Regions from separate parts of the Zea mays genome. Here region 1 is linked to region 2. A link is a contact called in public Hi-C data. All regions are on one chromosome and are shown on one strand. The core of a region is the stretch at or near the end of the contact, and the rest is flanking DNA. Distances in the headings are between cores, read along the strand shown.

Evidence for each region. A called contact is a pair of places that touch in the nucleus more often than the background predicts.
Region 1: a contact with region 2 is called in a Hi-C map of leaf, with 5 times the contacts expected there. The contact joins the promoter of LOC100217064 here to the promoter of LOC103641574 in region 2. A contact is called at or near these places in 3 of 25 Hi-C or Micro-C datasets (ear, leaf and tassel).

The regions. Positions count from the first base shown.
Region 1 is chr10:110,776,090-110,779,938 of Zm-B73-REFERENCE-NAM-5.0, forward strand. LOC100217064 (Vacuolar protein-sorting-associated protein 11-like protein) reads right to left here and starts at 2,493. Exons shown (of 5, transcript NM_001359554.1): 1 at 2,093-2,493; 2 at 1,361-1,534; 3 at 898-1,224. The coding sequence starts at 2,335.
Region 2 is chr10:110,381,025-110,384,438 of Zm-B73-REFERENCE-NAM-5.0, forward strand. It overlaps LOC103641574 (indolin-2-one monooxygenase-like), which reads left to right and starts at 2,082. Exons shown (of 3, transcript XM_020545777.1): 1 at 2,082-2,676; 2 at 2,759-3,205; 3 at 3,325-3,414. The coding sequence starts at 2,149.

The DNA.
Region 1 (3,849 bases), core at 1,243-3,742, 400 kb after region 2:
ACATTTAATCAAAGTTGAGTACTTTTGACTTCTCCAGAAGTGATAACGACAGCTAAAAGGAACGGAGTACATGCTAAAAATGTTTAATCAGTTGCTCTAACTAAACCAGCTAAGGTTTTATAAAAACACTATGTATACATCATCTTGCGGACAAACCCACTCGGCCGGCGTCTGTAATCAATTGGGTAGTTATCCTGTGGACTGACAGTTCCTTCAGTAACAGGCTAGCAGCTTTGTTGAATAACTACAATATAGTACAAACCTATTTGCTCATTGGGCATGCTTTACCTCACAAGGGTAGGGTATCACAGGACATAGTTTAGGGTAAGAAAATCAAACCGCTACAGTATTTTGCATGTTGCAGTTTGAGCTGATAGTTATGCTACCAAACTAGCCACACGTTCCCTGTTAACAAGATTTAGTTTGGAATGATCTCGACTTCTTAGGTTATATGAGTGGTGGGTAGCAGGGCGAGGCCTGGAGGATGGAGGGCGAGAGGAAGCCGTGCTGGCGCACAGCAGAGATAGAACGTGGGCAAGGAACAATACTCTTCTATAGATTGATCTTTGCTGAACTCCTAGGTACAAACTAAGGACTTTATATAGTCCTGTACAGGCGCACACAATCTGTTGCCGCCCCTACTTATCCTCTAACAAACTCCTAATATCTCTCCTTTAATATCTAATCTAACAAACTCCTCATCCATCTACTCCTGATCTCCTGGCGAGGCCTGGCCTATAGGCTGTTTGGGCCGCCTTCCATATGTTTTACCCACCATAACATAGTTCAAGTTGTGAACTGCATCCTAAAGCACATAGGCTACCAACAAAATTATGGCCCATATTGCTATAGGATTAAATGAAAGGAAAAAATATGTGTGACAAAATTCATCCTTACCATACGGTCACTCATTGCTACAGCATTCGTCTGACAACCAATCTGATCAAGTGTTTGCCTCCTTGGTGGTTGAATATGCAAGCTGAACAAGGTTACAGAACCAGGAGTTACAGAAAAGAGCTGGTGTGCTTGCCCCTCAACTCGAAAACCAAGACCAGTAATAGGCAAACTAGTGCTGCCATCTGAAGCAGCCTCAACTTGCAACTTGAAACGTGTAATACGCTCACGTGCAATGTCACCTTTGATGCAATAAATGAAACCATTGTCCAGTCCAATGGCAATCATCAGTATGGGTGGTGCTTCTTCTAGAACCATAAATGATGTAATCTGCAAAACACAGCAAAATATGCCAATTACACTCAAATCAGATGTTACAATCTGTCATATATACGAAATATATAACAGAGATCATGTGACATACAGAACATGTGAATCCAAATAGAAAATAAAAGAGAGAATTTACCTTTGCTTGAGGAAATTGATCAGTGAAGATCCGCAAAATTTGAACACAGAAAGGAGTTGTTGTGCTTGATCCTTCTTCTTGTACTTTATCGAGGTCAAAAACCTTTAGACAGATTGCTGATGCCTGAGAAGATGACTGGTCATCGTCTCCAACCGTGACAAGAACATTTCTTTGCTGAATAAACAGAGCAATATAAGTTGTTAATTAGGTTCATTATGCAGCTGTAGTTATCACAACAAAACTGTACAGTGTGAATAAATGTTTGACACAGCGGTAAGGGGCAATTCGTAGATCTCAATTAGCAAATGATAAATAAATAAATGGCACTGGCACCGCAATTGAACAGGGTTTTTTTCCGCAGAGTATGGAATCTGATAGGCCAGAATAAACAAGATCACTGATCTTGAAAGTTGACAAAATCAACTAATCTAACAAGATTTTTGGCCAATTTCAGGAAAGATTTCTGGCATTGCTTAGCCACAGTACAAGACTTAGGTGGCCATCCAAGATTGGTAAAACTCACATGTCTTGTCATACCTAGCAGCTGATTTTAGTAAGAAACAGGTAATTTTTGTTTCTAAAATGCACCCGAATTAGTGAATTACACATGATCCAGTGTGAAGAACCACTAAGTAGTGTTCTAGCCAGTAATTTGACGAGAAGTTGCATAAATTTGCGAGGTGGCCGCGAACGCCGGTGCTTCAGATGCGCAACGAGGGTTCTGGGCGGTACCTTGAGCTGCTGGAGGAAGAGGACCGAGGAGGCGTAGGCCTGGAAGCCATAGGAGAGGCGGAACCCGCGGTCGAGAAGGCCCACGGTGCCGTCGTCGCACCCCACCGCGACGCGGCCCCGGCCGCCCGAGCAGCAGGTGACTCGGCCCGCGATCTCGGCCGGCACGGCGGCGGCTGAACCCCCGCCGCCGCCGCGGCCGGCAGACTTCTCCTCAAAGAACTCGAACTTGCGCCACTGGTACATGTCGGGCCGACGTGATGCGGCGGATCGGGGCCGGAACGGCGTGCGGCTTAGACGGGAACTCGATCGGGCTCGGCGACCGGCTGGGGTGCAGGACAGCAGGAGGGAGGGACGAGGCCGATGCGCTGGAACCGGTTGCCTACGCGCGCCGCGTGTGGTGCGACCGCAACTGTGAGAAAAAATCTTTATTTTTATCTTTAGTTCTTTACTACTCCCTGTGCTTTAAATTAAAATTTATTTTAGATACTTAACGGGTGCTTGAATGTACTAAAACTAACAGTTAGTGGATAAAATTAGTTGAGACATCCAAATACCCTATATAATAGTTCAAATATTAACTATTATTAATAAATTAGTTAATAGTTAGGTAGCTATTTATTAGCTAGCTAATTCTACTAACAATTTTTAGCTAACTAACTATTAGTTCTAGTGCATTCAAACACCCCCTTAATATATTTATATAAGTATGGGTTATATATATATATTTATATTCATCATCATCTAATTAATTATAAACATAAAAACAAAAGCCTAAAAAATACTATTTTGGAACCGAGAAAGTATTATAAATCACCAGTTTCAATAGTTTAATGGTCGTCATGCATCATCTTTTTACAAAAACCCCCTTCAACGAGGCCTAGGCCTGGCTGAGCCAGAGTGTGCCATGCCGAGTAGGCGGTTGACGTCGTCGCGTCACTTCTTCATGGCCCCCGGTGAGGCCGTGGACCTTGGGGGTGGCGCAACAACTCTCTGGCCGCTGACAGCGCCCCGCGCCTCAGGCGCAGCCCTATACGCCCTGGACGTCTGCGCGGGAGTGTGCTGCCGCGCAGAGTGCACAGCAGCGGCTGCAACAGGTGCAGGGAGATTGGTGGCCTGCGATGTGGAGGAGGCAGCTTCCTCCTCCAGCATGAAGTCCTCGGGCATGAGATCATGGTGCTCGACGATGTGAACTATGGCGTCGAGCAGAGAAACAAGCAAAAACCTAAAGCCTAGGCCCCCTACCTGGCGCGCCAAATGTCGGAGAGGAAATTCTCCGGCCGGGTGGCGTAACGCACCCACCCTAAATCCTAAGATGAGGAGGGGCCTAAGCGTTTTGCCTGCTAGCTAGATGGACGATAAACACAAGAACACACAAGGGTTTAGCGTGGTTCGGGCCGCTGCAGCGTAATACCCTACTCCACTGTGTGTTGTATTGAGCTTGAGAGCTTGTATGAACTTGTGAGTTTGAGTGAGTGTGAGCGTGTCCGTTGGGTCTGAGTGAGCTTGCCTTGTAATGTCGTGTGCCCTCCCTTTTATACCTCAAGGGGGGCACGTACAAGGATGCTAAGCTCCGACATGTGGGCCCAGGAGCAAAATGGAGGGATTATATATAGAAGTATCCAATGCCAGTGTCGCCCAGAAGATCTCCGAGTGCCATAATGTCTGTAGTGCATATAGTATTAATATCTCGCGGCCGCTTCCTCGGTGACGCGCGAGTCATGATGAGCATGGTGTACGCCGCAGCGCGGGCGTACTGC
Region 2 (3,414 bases), core at 832-3,331:
AACCGAGGGCCACCGTAAATTGGTTTATTTTCGGTGGTTTTTCCTTAGCCACAAAAAATTAACGCGTTGCAGGGTTAGCAATAAAGGCAGTGGCGAAGCCACCAGAGGGCCGGAGTGGGCCTGGCACCCCCCAATGGCCCAAGCAAGTCAGATTAATAATGTATTCTATAGCCCATTATTTTGCTGCCAGTTTATTATTTGGTAGTCTGAAACCCTTAATTTTTGGCCTAACCAAGTGGATTAGTTAAGCTGGGTAAATATTCTTCTTATCCGATGGTAGATAAATTATTGAGATTACTCTTAACTCTTCCTGTGTCAACTGCGACCAAAGAGAGAGCCTTTTCAACTATGAAATTTGTGAAGACACGTCTTTGAAGAAAAATGGGAGATGCCTATTTACATGATTATCTGGTCGTTTATATTGAAAGGGAATTAACGGCAACGATTTGTTCTGATGATATTATCAAGGCCTATGATCTAGCTAATACACGTATAGCTAAATTCAAAATAACTGAGATGTAATTTTATTTTGTTTGACAAGATAGATGTTGTTTCATTATAGTGTTTTTTAATGAAGATTATATATCAATATATACATTGTGGTTGGTTCTCTTGCCATTTTTATATTGTGTCTTTGTTGGTTTGGTCGCTTGGAGGCTAAGCCTGCCCCCTCTGTCTTCGGATCCTGGCTTCGCCCCTGAATAAAGGGATCAATTGGTGCTCCCGTTGCTGAGAGCTAGTCCAACGGGCACTCGACAAAAATAGAGTCTTTGCCGAATACCTCATAATACACTTCAAAGGAACTGGCAAAGGGGCCATGGGAGGCTTCTTTGCTGAGACCCGGTAGAGAAGAAACTCGGTAAAGAGGGAGCCTTTGCCGAGTGTCCGTGACACACTCAATAAAGTCTCCGTCACCGTCACCGTCATATAGTGCCGCGACGGCAAATTTTCTTTACCGAGTGCTACCGTGACACTCAGCAAAGTCTTTGTCGAGTGTCCGATAAAAAGTACTCGATAAAGAAGCCACTGTCGATGTACAGTTCACCGAGACTTCTTTGTCGAGTGTTACACTCGGCAAAAACTTTGACTACTATTTTTCAAACAATTTCAAAGTCTTTGTCGAATATAAATTGATTGTTTAAGGGCTTAAACAATTTCAAACAAAAAAGTTGTCAACTACAAAGTTGAATAGTTTCTTTTTAAGTTTTACAACTTTTATTTTGGTACTTTTTCGATCCGTGGTCATTTGCAAAATTTGTATTTTTAAAGTTGACAAAATCAAATGCAATTGTGAGAGCCCAAATAATTTCAAATGAAAAGGTTGTAAACTACAAAGTTTCATAATTTTTAGAGATCTACAATTTTTATTTTAGTGGATTTTTTTATACGAGGTCATTTGAAGAACTCAACAAATTCGATTTAAAATGATTTCTACGGTACTGCGTGGTTCCTTAATAAAATCGCTAGTAGTAATGCACGATTTGTACTGACGGTTTTCTTAAGGAATTGTTAAGTAATTGCTAGTACAAATTATAAATATGATTTCTACCGCTAGTGAAAATGTGTTTTCATTGATGGTTCTTAAGTCGAAACGGCCAATTTATTTTTATTGACACCCGATAACCAAAACCGCATCTAAAAATTAGACCTCACACCAACTATAGAGCTCTTTGGTACTAGTATCCTCTATGGATAGAATTTGTTATATACAAAGTTATTCAACCGGATCCCTATATTTGCATTTATAGATAAGTTTGGTACGATGATTGTAGCTGACATGTACATGTATTTCGCTCTCCTAATATAAATATAAGATATCACCCTGACATATTTTGACAACAACCACTAATTTGGCTGACCTCCTATTTCAACTTCCAGCCTCTACGAGAAGCACATCGTTTTGCATGCATGAGCTGGTCAAAATGCACGTGGATCTCTTGCCTCTACTGTGGCCACCCTCCATCCGATTTCACCAAGTATTCGTACCCAAAATGCACCGGGGGGTGGGGGGGGGGGGGGGGGGGGGGGGGTTGTTAAATCTTTTCTCATACATATATACCTCTCACATGCATCTATATAAGTTCATCCCCCAAGGACGGCAGCATCTCAGTTACCACACTCCTCGAAAACTTTTGAGCTCAAAGCGGCATGGCACATGAAGCAGCAATAGTTATTGATCAGCTCGCTGGTGATTCACCGTCGGTGAAAGCAGTTTTGTTACTACTCCTGGTCCCTGTCCTCCTGCTCTGGGTCCTGCTGCGCTACTTCTCTTCTGGGGCAACGACTAATAGTACGAAAGGAAAGAAGAAACTGCCTCCGTCACCGCCGGCGCTGCCGCTGATCGGACACCTTCACCTCGTCGGCGCGCACCCGCATGTCTCTATGCGGGGCCTCGCCGCCCGGCACGGTGGCGAGGACCTCATGCTGCTCCGCCTCGGCACGGTCCCGACGCTTGTGGCGTCGTCCCCGCGCGCCGCACAGGCGGTGTTGCGCACGCACGACCAGTCGCTAGCCTCACGGCCCCGCTCCATCTTCGGCGACATCCTCGGGTACGGGCCGTCGGACGTCGGGTTCGCGCCCTACGGCGAGGGGTGGCGGCAGGCCAAGAAGCTGGTCACCACGCACCTGCTCAACACCAAGAAGGTGCAGTCCTACCGCGCCGCCCGCGAGGAGGAGGTAATTAGTTAATAACTGATCACGTCTTAGCTTGTCATGCACCGATCGAGAACGAGATCACATGCCAGCCGCACGTACGCAGGTGGGAGTGGTGATCGACAAGATCCGCCGCGCAGCCATGACAGGCGCGGCGGTGGACTTGAGCGAGGTCCTGAGCTCGTTCACGACCGACATGGTGTGCCGAGCCGTGGCGGGGCGGTCGTTCAGGGTGGACGGCCTGGACAAGGTGTTCAAGGACGTGATGGACGCGAGCATGGCCGTCCTTGGGGGCTTCAACCTGGAGAACTTCTACCCTGGCCTGGCCAAGGTGGCCGGCGGCGTGCTCATGTGGCCGGGGCGGCGCAAGGCTGAGAGGCTCAGGGACCGGTGGGATGAGGTCCTTGATAAGGTGATCGACCAGCACGCGAGCGAGGCGGCCGCCGGTGGACCCCCGGCGACACGCCGCCTTGAGAGTGATTTCACCCATGTGTTGCTGGCCGCGCAAGAGGAGTACGGGCTCACCAGAGACGGCATCAAGGGAATCATGGCTGTGAGTTTGCCAACCTCTCCATTTGTTAACCTTCAGATGGTTGAAAAATAGACAAACTTGTAGTGGTATAACATTATTTCTAGGGAACCTTCATTCACATATATATGAACTACGTACAGGATATGTTCGCAGCGGGCACAGACACAGCGTACTTGGTACTAGAATTCACCATGGCCGAGCTGATGCAGCACCAGGACGTGATGGCGAGG